Regions from separate parts of the Mus musculus genome. Here all the other regions are linked to region 3. Evidence: chromatin contacts called from public HiChIP or PLAC-seq data. All regions are on one chromosome and are shown on one strand. Each heading gives the region's core, a stretch centred on a gene start, on an enhancer-like site or on the middle of the called end of the contact. The rest is flanking DNA. Distances are from core to core; before and after follow the strand shown.

Region 1 (3,186 bases), core at 93-2,592, 110 kb after region 3:
GACAGGGCAGCCAGGACAGTAGCCTGTGTCCTGCTTCCTGGGAGGTCAGCCAGCCGATGTGGCCCAGGGGACTGGGAGGGGAACTCCTGGCCTTGTCTTTTCATTTCTAGGTTCTGGCCCTGAGCAACCCTCAGAGCTGTGGGTGGAGGGGTTGAGGTGGGCCAAGCTGCGGTGAGAGAAAGAGGCCTGGAGAGTTTAGAAAATGTCTGTCCTGACATAGGGCCTGGCACTGATGGGTAGGATGGTGAGGCCCATGAAGCTGGACCTGGGAAAGGGGCACTGACCTCTGACCCCAGTCATCTTCCAGATCAGGGAGTCAAGGCTCAGAGAACTTCAGCCACCTGCCTGCAGCCCACAGTATAAGGATGTCATCTGCCCTCCTGGCTTCCTCTGTGTGGCTTTGGATTCTGTGCTGGCATGCAGTCTCCTGGGGAAAGCTCTTGTCCAACAGTTTCCAGGGATGCCTCTGTCTGCAGAGAAAGTGCCCTGAGGTCTCCTGTCTCCTGGCCCTGCTTACCTCCCAGCCTCCCCTTATCCTCTGGCCCAGTGCCAGGTGGAAAACCAGAATAAAGGTTATTCTACATGTCCAACAAGCTGTTAGCAGGAACAGGCCACTCGTCCCTCTCCTGCCTCCCATCTGGGGACCACTCGGGAGGACGGTCTTGCACCAGCACGCAGCCTCTGTGCTAGGCTGGTGAACACATGGTGGGATTCCTCAATAGCAAGCATGAGGACCTAAGAATCATGCCTCGAACCCAAGTAGAAAGTCAAGCATGCTGGTGGCGGGGAGGCAGACACAAGCAGGTCCTTGGGATTCAATGGCTGGCCAGCCCAGCCTACGTGGTGAACCCCACGCCAATCTTTGTCTTTAAAAACAAACTACCTGATGGTGCTCTGAGGAATGACACATCAGACTGTCAGATTACTCTCTGGCCTTCACTCACGCACACAGAGGAATTATAGCCCCTAAATAGAGGACCGGTGTCGGGGAGGCTGTGTGAGCATCCAGGTGGACCCTGGCTGTTTCCGGTAACCCATCTCAAGGTTCTCCCAGTCTCTGCATCTCAAGACTCTCCTGCCACTCATAGCCCTTCATCCTGGCTACAGACACTCTTCCAGGGAGCCAGCTGACACATTTGGCCTCTGAGATTTTTTTTTGAACAGCAATGAAGGGAAAGAATGAGTAAGAAAGAGTGGGGGAAGGTCGGTGGGGAGGGGCAAACAAGCTGGAAAGTCCAAACATGTGTTGTAGAAGCAGGTGCCAGCATGACATCATCAGGAGGGTGGCTGAGGGCCCGAGCCCGGCTCAGCCCAGGAGAAGCTGGCCCGGGAGGCTGCCCTTGGCTCCATTCTGCCCTGCTTGGAGTCGAGAGATTTGTTTCCATTTTAGGGACAGCTCTGGAGGCTGTCCTCTTAACTCCCGGCCGCATTAATAGTTCATTAATTCTGGATCCTTGCTGTGTTCGTTCTTACATGTTCCAAGTGCTGGGTTAGTGTTGAAGAGGAGGCGCAGAGAGAGGGAACCACTGGCTCCAGGCCACACAGCTTAGAGTGTTTGCCTCCGAGCCTCAGCTGGCAGGTGAAGGAAGAGACCTGTGGTTTCCGTAGTGCATGAGGGGGTGGTGGCCTCTGCTTAGCCTCCTTGGCCCAACAGGAGGGGTCTCTGGATACTCCATAAAGTGAGAGCCTCACTTCTGTGGTCCCTCGGGAGAGCTGGCAGGAGGCAGAGATACAGGGGACCGTTGGCCTTACTTGGATTCGCCAATTGGACACGCAGATGCTGCTGTGCTGTGAGGCCAATTACTGCACTGGTGATCTTCACTCCTCTGTGCCTCCTGCTTTGTTTAGAACCTTCTTCTGTGCCCCGCCCCATATTCCCAGGGCTGTCTTCGACCCTGATACAGGATCAGAGCTATCCTCTGCCTGCTGTGTTTTCTGCTGACTCTGTAGCACTTAGCTTTGGGAAGTCTCTGTATGACTCAGTTGATGTGTCTATAAAATGGGTTGCTGGCGTCTTCCTCCCTCCTAAGCCTCTGGGAAGAGTCTGGTGAGAGGTGTTGCTGGAAACCACTTTGTACCAGCGAGTTTTCTGGCTGAGTGTGGTTTGGTTGGTAGAATGCTTGCTCCCATGCAAAAGACCCTTGGGCTCAGACCCCAGCGCTGTATAAACTGAGTGCGGTGGTCCCCGCCCGCCCGTAGTCTGAGCATTGGGGAAGTGTAAGCAGGAGGACAGAAACTCAGGCTGATGCTTGACTCCAGAGTGAGTTTGAGGTCAGCCTGGGCTACGTGAGACTCTTGTTTCTAAATAAACAAGTCAAACAAAGTGCTTTTCGGAGCTGTTCCAGGCACTGGTTTGCTAAAGCTCGGGCCAGCGGAAATCTGGGTCCTTCTGGAGCCCTGGTGCTGAGGGAGGGCTGATGTTAGGGTCGGCTCAGTGCCCAGGAGGAAGTGGGAATTGTCCGTCAGGATAGGAGCCAGCCTAGATTCCCACTGTCAGAAAGGGCTGGGTGACCAGTGATACTGAATAGCCACCCATGAACGTCCGTCTCTGCCTGTCCATGCCTGGGCCAAAGCGAGCTCTTCCCCGGCCCCCCAGCCCAGTCCCTCAGCAAACTCTTCCTGGTGGCCTTTCCTCCCCTGGAGCCCCTCTGGCCTGCACCATGTGACCAAGCACAGGAGGAAGGGCCCAGCTGTGGGAGGTCATGCTGGCCAGGGACTGAGTCTACAGGACCGGCCTCCCAGGAAAACCAGCTGCGTGGGAAACAAGCCAGCAGCTCCGGAAGTCTGTGTGATGCAGTCTGGACTCCAGGCCTGTCACCGTGACCCACTCACGGCTTTCGTGGCTCAGCATCACTGTACCCAGTCACCAGCCAGCTTGAGAGAGACTTGTATGTGCCACCGCTCAGGCCCAGCCCTCCCTATCTACACGGGCATCTCCTGCATCTTCCAGTCCATCCCAGCACAGGCTGAGGAGTGTCCCAGTGGCAGGAAGAAGCTTCCGGCCTGCACTTCTGTGAGGCCTAAAGTTATTTGCCAGATAGATCCTGAGTCTGTTCTCCAGCCCCTCCCATGGGTGACTGACCTCATCCCACGATGCCCCCTGCAGTCTGGCCACCCCAGGAGAGCTAGCCTCTCCAGGTGATTTGTGTGAAGGGCGCCCCCTGGCAGCGGGTAGTGGTCTCACAT
Region 2 (2,994 bases), core at 441-2,940, 110 kb before region 3:
CAGTCATTGGCCTTGCATGACCCCGTTCTTCTACAGCAAACAGAAAGGTTTAAGGAGGAAACGCTGCGAACTGTTGGGTGTTTAGTAGGCCTATGCTAAATTATGCTGGGTGAGAGGTGTGATTCAGTTGGTAGGTTATTTGTCTAGTAGGTACAGAGCCTGGTAAACTGCCCAGCCCCCAAAATAAATATGTGACATTTTCCATTCTATTTCCGTTACCTAATATCTCCCATTCTCCCAGATTTTACAAAACCTTTAGATTAATCACCATACATAAAGGATGTTGGCTCCTTTGTCCAGGAGAGAAAATTTCTCCCTCTCTATGCTACTTGTAAAAACAGGGTCTCAGTATGTAGCCCTGGCTGTCCTGCAACTCTCTATGCAGACCAGGCTGGCCTCGAACTCACAGAAATCCTCCTGCTTCCCAAGTGCTGAGATGAAAGGTGTGTTCCACCACACCCGGTTTGGCTTCTTCTACTCTCATTTTCAGTAACTGGGGACAGCAAACGGTACTGCCAGCGTGGGTTACAAGAGAAAGATGGTTTGTTTAAAGACTATTCAAGTGTACAGGAGTTCACAGAACACTGCAACTTGAAGTGACCAGAATCTAGGGCTTGTAGGCACCCTAGTGGTGGTGGTGGCACTTTAATTGACTGTGGGAGATATGTTCTTTTTGCAGAAAGTTTTTTTTTTAGGTGAATTGCTACCTTTTTAAACTTTTATTTATTATTAGCAGTGTGTGTGTGTGCGTGCGCGTGTGTGCGTGCGTGTGAGTGTTCCAGTGCAGACTTACGTGTGCCACTTTTGATCTATTCTCTTTCCACCTTGGGATGTGGTGCTTGAACTCTGGTTAGTCAGTCTCAGACCCCAAGACAAATGGTGGCTATTTAACAAATCAAATATGACCTGGCTTCAGGTTCTTCCAGTCCCTACGGTTACAGGGTAGGGCTGGCATACCCTCTACCCTGAACTCTCCAGCCCAGGGACTGGGCTGCTCTTGCTCAGACGCTCTTCCCTATAATCCAGACATGTTGGTTACCTGCCCTGTCCCTGTATCCCTGCGTGCCCCAGCTCAGTCTGGGCTCCCAGATGCCCCTGCCTCGGGCTATGCTCTCTCTTCTATCTACGATAAATCGTCATCTCCACCACACTTAGGGACAGTCATTTCCTTTTTTTATTTTTATTTTTATTTTTTTAATTTCTATTTTTCATTCAGGTGCCAGGCTCGCAGGGTGAGCCTCTGTTCACATGGAGCATCCCCCCTGCCCTGTTTAGGTCATTTCTTTTCCTCTAGGGATAAGTAACAGGAAATGAGGAGGCGGTACCCCAACTGAGAAATTCCAGAAAGGGCCTTAAGAAAGGCGCGTTCTTCTGCAAATAAGACAGGCAGTGAAGGAAGGGTGAGGTTGGTTGGTTTGTTTGTTTTGGGGTTTTGTTTGGTTTATTTTTCTTGTTAGGGATCCAACCCAAGACCTTATGTATGCTGAATTACACCCCCAGCCTTTGAAAAAAAAAATGTAATTTGGTTGAGAATCAAGAAAGCCACCTCCACTTCTGTTCCAAGTAAGGGGAGGGTCAGGATTCCAAACTCAGCGGATGCTCCGCAGTCCCGCCCATCGGCTCCTTGCTGTGTCCCACCCCTAACCTTCAGGAGAACACGACTGGGGCCAGCCCGATCCGGTCCACAGTTTCACTCTGCGTATAAGAGCAGTTAATGCGTGTGTCACCCGAGAACGTTCACATGTCACACGTCTCCCTAGGCATGTGATTTCTCTCAGAGTCGCTAATGCTGGAGAAAACCAGCTGCCGGTGGAGAGGCTAGTGTGCCTTGAGGGTCAGGGCGAAGAGTCTCGTTCACTCAACCGCGAATGCTGCCCACGTGGAGGGGGTCCTGGTTGGACCGCTCAGTCCTACAGCTTTCCTGAGGCCACCTCTCTTTCAGCTGTTCCTCTGTGGTGAGGACGCAGGCCGGGGGACAGTCGCCAGTGATCCAGCTCTAAGTGCCTGATTGACTGGAGGTCATGCCTGACTCTCAGGGGGAAAATGAGGAGTCTCATTTAACTGATTTTATTTGTTTTGTTTTGTGTTTTGAGACAAGGTCTGTCTTGGTAGCTCTAGCTGGCTTGAAAGTTGCTATGTAGACCAGGCTGACCACTAGTTCCCTAAGATCTCTGTACCTCTGCCTCTAGTGTTGAGATTAAATGGACGAGGTGCCACACCAGCATATTTGCATGACTTTAAAGGAAAGAAAAGTGTACAAACAGATAACAGATACATGCACATCCAACACACACACACACACACACACACACACACACACACACACACACACAATTTCTTCTTTAGATTTCTACTCTGTTTTTTGCTTGGTTAATGGAAGAAAGAGACTTAAAAAAAAAACAAAACAAAAAACCAACAACAAACAAACCCAAAGTGGAGAGAAACTGCAGTTCATCTATACGTAGAAAACACCACATCAGAGCACAGCCGAGGGAGAAAACTGAGGCTGTGAGAAGGTCACGACCTTCTCCCACTGAGGCTGTCTCACAGTCCTTGGGGCTTCACAGGCTGGGAGGGGCCAGGCCGTCTTGCTGACACAGCTTTTTCTCATGGGAGTTCTGTAGGGCGAGAGGCGCATTGCCAGCACCATCCCATCCGCTGCACCTGCAAGGGCCTTTGAACAGGGGACTTCATCTGCTGGCCACGTCATGACCTCTGAGTGTGACTCTGTGGGCTTGACATTTGCATTGTGGCTTATAGCTAACTCTGTTCTGTCACACCTCAGATGTACACCCCCAAACACAGCCCCCAGGGCCCCATGCCCCATTCAACATTCTCCTGTCTCCTGTCCAGCCAGTAAGTAGCAACTAAACATGTTTCTCTCTCTCTCTCTTTCTCTGTGTGTGTGTGTCTGTCTGTCTGTCTGTCATCTGTCTCTGTATCTGTCTTTGTCTCTGTGTCTCTCTGTCTTTCTCTCTCTGTATCTTTCTCTTT
Region 3 (2,951 bases), core at 28-2,527:
TCAAGGGCTCCGAAGAGAGAGACCCTGGGCTCAAAGGGTGCTTGGGTAGAGAAAGGGGTGACTCTTGCCCCATCTAAGGCTTGTTTGTTGGGGCTGTTACCTTGAAAACATCCCAGCTCTTCACTGCTTTAGGGATTTATGGGGGGGGGGGGTCATCAGGACCAGAGGCTGGTGAAGCTGCTTGGGGCTTGCAAAGACAGCAAGTACAGCCCTGCTGTGCTGAGGGGTTCCTAGAGAGACCTCAGAGTCCTGACTCTGCCACAGGCCATGTGATCCAAAAGTCCCAATTAAGAGAAGTCTAAGCCCTGGTTGAAGGCACTTATAGTGTCAGGCAGCCAGGCTTGCAGGGTTGTTGGTGGCAGCAGCAAAGCCAGTTGTGACAGGTGGGCAGGTCTCTGGGATAGCTTTGCTCTGGCTCCAGAAACTTTGGCCAGGTTTGCCAGAACAGCCATGCTGAGCTGCAAGGGGCCCCGACTCCCCAGAGTTCCTGATCCGTTTTAATTTTCCGTGTGCTCTGAGCCATTTATTCCAGAAGTGTCTGCTGAGTGCTGCTGAGCCTCAGGCTCCATTCTGGCTGCTCCCCGTGGCTCTCCGCAACAGCACTGCAGGGCCCGGAGGGCTGAGGGGCAGGCTGCTCCCAGCCCAGTTTCTTGGCCTTATCTCTCCAACCCTGCCCTGGGCCCGGGTCCGCTTGCAGCCGAAGTGAAGATGACACCAAGCTACTCTGACCAGAGAGGGGTGGCGGCCCCAGGAGCCTTGCTTGTCAGTGGCCTCTAGCAGATCTCCAACAACCAAGCTTTGTTTGGGGACTGATCTGACCTGGTTCGATGAAGCCTTACTGTTGGCTGCCCAAGACCTCAGGACAGGAAACGGGAGCACGGAAAGCCAATCCTAGCTTCAGGTCGCAGGATGGCCCTTGGACCCGGACCTTCCCTGGCTGGGACCCAAGTCACCAGTCAAACCCTGACCTTCAGCATTGATTGGAATGCTGAAATCAGGGGCAGAGAAGGTCTCTGTGGAGCTGAGGCAACCCATCTGACCCTGGCTTGAGGATCCCGAGGAGAGGACCTATAGGCTTGCCTGCCTCCTGCGTGGCAGTTGGTGGCTGCAGTCTCTGCCACAGTGGTCTTTTCCTCACTCCTCCCAGGGCATGCTCACACTCTGACTCCCCCAGACTACATCTGGAGCAAAGGGTGGGCCACAGCAGCATCAGGAGTCCTGGAGTGTTATACCCAGGTCCTCGCCAGGCCAGGCGTGTTGGGGCAGCAGCTGACTCAGGAGTAGTGGCAACCGTGCTCAGGTTTGAGCTGAGTTCCAGGTGAGCATGGTTACCAGGAAGGGCTGGGCACCAGTGAGCTAGCTGGCTGGCTGCCCGGGGCCTTGAGCTGAGATCAATGGGACTTGCATCCTGGGGCCCTCCTTTCACAACCCTCTTTATAGAGGATCAGATCCCAGCCGGAGGATAAGGCTACTGTAACCCAAGCAACTTGGAAGTGGGTTACATCCAGTGCTTGTCATCTTCCAGCATGCTAGGGACTTGACCGCTGGGCACAGAGGGGTCTGGAGGAGTTATTTGTAAAACTCACTGATAATTAATTCTATATCTTTGGCTCAGTAGAGCAGAGCAGGCGAGTGGCTAGGTAAGGTTAGAGCTGAGGGCTTCTGGGTCATATGGATACTGCAGGGTGCCAGACAAAAGGGCAGTCAGATGTACCAGGGAGCCGGGAGGAATGGTGGCTTCTCACCAGCACTGGCATCGCGCTGCCTCCCTGCTTACAAGGTGTGGTAAAACCTCAGCTATGTCGGATGAGTCACTGGGTGGCAGAGCTTCCTGGTGGCTGCGGGCCGGCCTTAACTGTGGACCTCGGTTGCCTTTATTTTATTTGATTTTTTTCTCCCCTCTGGAAATGCTTTCTGAGACAGACCCTGTATCCATCACTTTCGTTTGTTTGTTTTGCTGTTGTTGCCTGTGGTCGATGTTTTGTGTTGTGGACTTTTCCTTCAGCGATGCAATCAGGAAATGGAACCGGAACATAAAACCCTACCTGTTGTTAGATTCACTTTTATGTCCCTTGCTCTGCTTGTCCCCACAAGTGTGAAATGTATCGTTTAATTATCTGAGCGGCACCTGCTTTCAGGGTTGCATGTCCCTGTCACTCAGGCCCTTTCACCGGGAAGTCACATACCAGGTACGGGTCAAAGCCAGAGCTCTGGCGGCTCTTCAGAGTGGACGTCCTGTGTTTGGTGGCCCCTCACCCGCTTTCCTAGAGGATCTGGCCCACTGATCCGTCTAGACTGTAATGGTGACTCTTTGGCTATTATTATGGCTGTCACCCACAACCAGGAAAGTATGCTCAGGATAGCATTTCATCAAGAGGTATGATGGAGAGAAACTGTCCATCAACCTGCTGAGTGTCCCTGCGCTGGTTTGCTGTTGAGACCAGCTGTCCACCATCTTCATTCCTTGCAGTGACTGGCACACGAGGCTGGCGCAGTGTGATCTCTCCATCCCTGTCACCTCCCGAGCCCATGGGCATGGATCAATGGCTGCAGGTGACAGGCTACCTGGGTCACTTGGCAACCAGGTGTCTGCTGGCTGGTTACTTTGCAGTGATTTCTTCTGGAAGCTTCCTTCCTCTGGCAATCAGGCATAGTTCTCTGGCTTTTCCTGAGCGTTAACATTTTGTTCCTCTGGCCTCAGTCTTTCTCTCATCACCCTGGTCGCTCCTTCCAGGAACTCTCGGCATGGCGGTCCTCTGCCTCCTCCTCTCTATGAGGAATCCCTGTGTGGTAACCCAGTGGCCCCAAGGTGAAGTGAATTACATGTTGGTTCCCTTCCTGTTGCTGTGACAAAGTTCTTAACAAAAGTGTGGGACATGTCATGTTGGTTCACAGTGTGATGGGCCAGTCCGTGTGTGCGTGTGTGTGGGGGGAGGGTCATGATGGAAGCT

The links. HiChIP or PLAC-seq counts read pairs in DNA pulled down with a chosen protein or histone mark.
Region 1: an HNF4G HiChIP or PLAC-seq map of pancreatic cancer cells shows a contact between it and region 3. The contact joins two enhancer-like sites. A contact is called at or near these places in 1 of 39 promoter capture datasets (liver), 3 of 484 Hi-C or Micro-C datasets (bone marrow-derived macrophages and liver), 8 of 115 datasets of contacts at active chromatin or transcription factors (acute myeloid leukemia, embryonic stem cells, epiblast stem cells and 1 more) and 4 of 9 other capture datasets (adipose tissue, embryonic stem cells, liver and 1 more).
Region 2: an HNF4G HiChIP or PLAC-seq map of pancreatic cancer cells shows a contact between it and region 3. The contact joins two enhancer-like sites. A contact is called at or near these places in 2 of 484 Hi-C or Micro-C datasets (B cells and bone marrow-derived macrophages), 11 of 115 datasets of contacts at active chromatin or transcription factors (bone marrow-derived macrophages, embryonic basal ganglia, embryonic forebrain and 7 more) and 2 of 9 other capture datasets (adipose tissue and liver).

The regions. Positions count from the first base shown.
Region 1 is chr11:117,310,024-117,313,209 of GRCm38.p6, forward strand. The region is part of intron 2 of Septin9 (septin 9); the gene reads left to right. Among named protein-coding and RNA genes, the nearest start is that of Gm34065, 15 kb to the right of the region's middle. Within about 2 kb of position 1,343, at least 136 of the 459 cell types and tissues checked have an H3K27ac peak or open chromatin away from gene starts, as enhancers often do. A contact at or near this core is called in liver, pancreatic cancer cells and pancreatic islet, where this site is marked.
Region 2 is chr11:117,090,266-117,093,259 of GRCm38.p6, forward strand. No RefSeq gene overlaps it. Among named protein-coding and RNA genes, the nearest start is that of Mir6516, 14 kb to the left of the region's middle. Within about 2 kb of position 1,691, at least 123 of the 459 cell types and tissues checked have an H3K27ac peak or open chromatin away from gene starts, as enhancers often do. A contact at or near this core is called in pancreatic cancer cells, where this site is marked.
Region 3 is chr11:117,203,879-117,206,829 of GRCm38.p6, forward strand. It overlaps a transcript of Septin9 not described here. Among named protein-coding and RNA genes, the nearest start is that of Gm39478, 61 kb to the right of the region's middle. Within about 2 kb of position 1,278, at least 58 of the 459 cell types and tissues checked have an H3K27ac peak or open chromatin away from gene starts, as enhancers often do. A contact at or near this core is called in liver, pancreatic cancer cells and pancreatic islet, where this site is marked.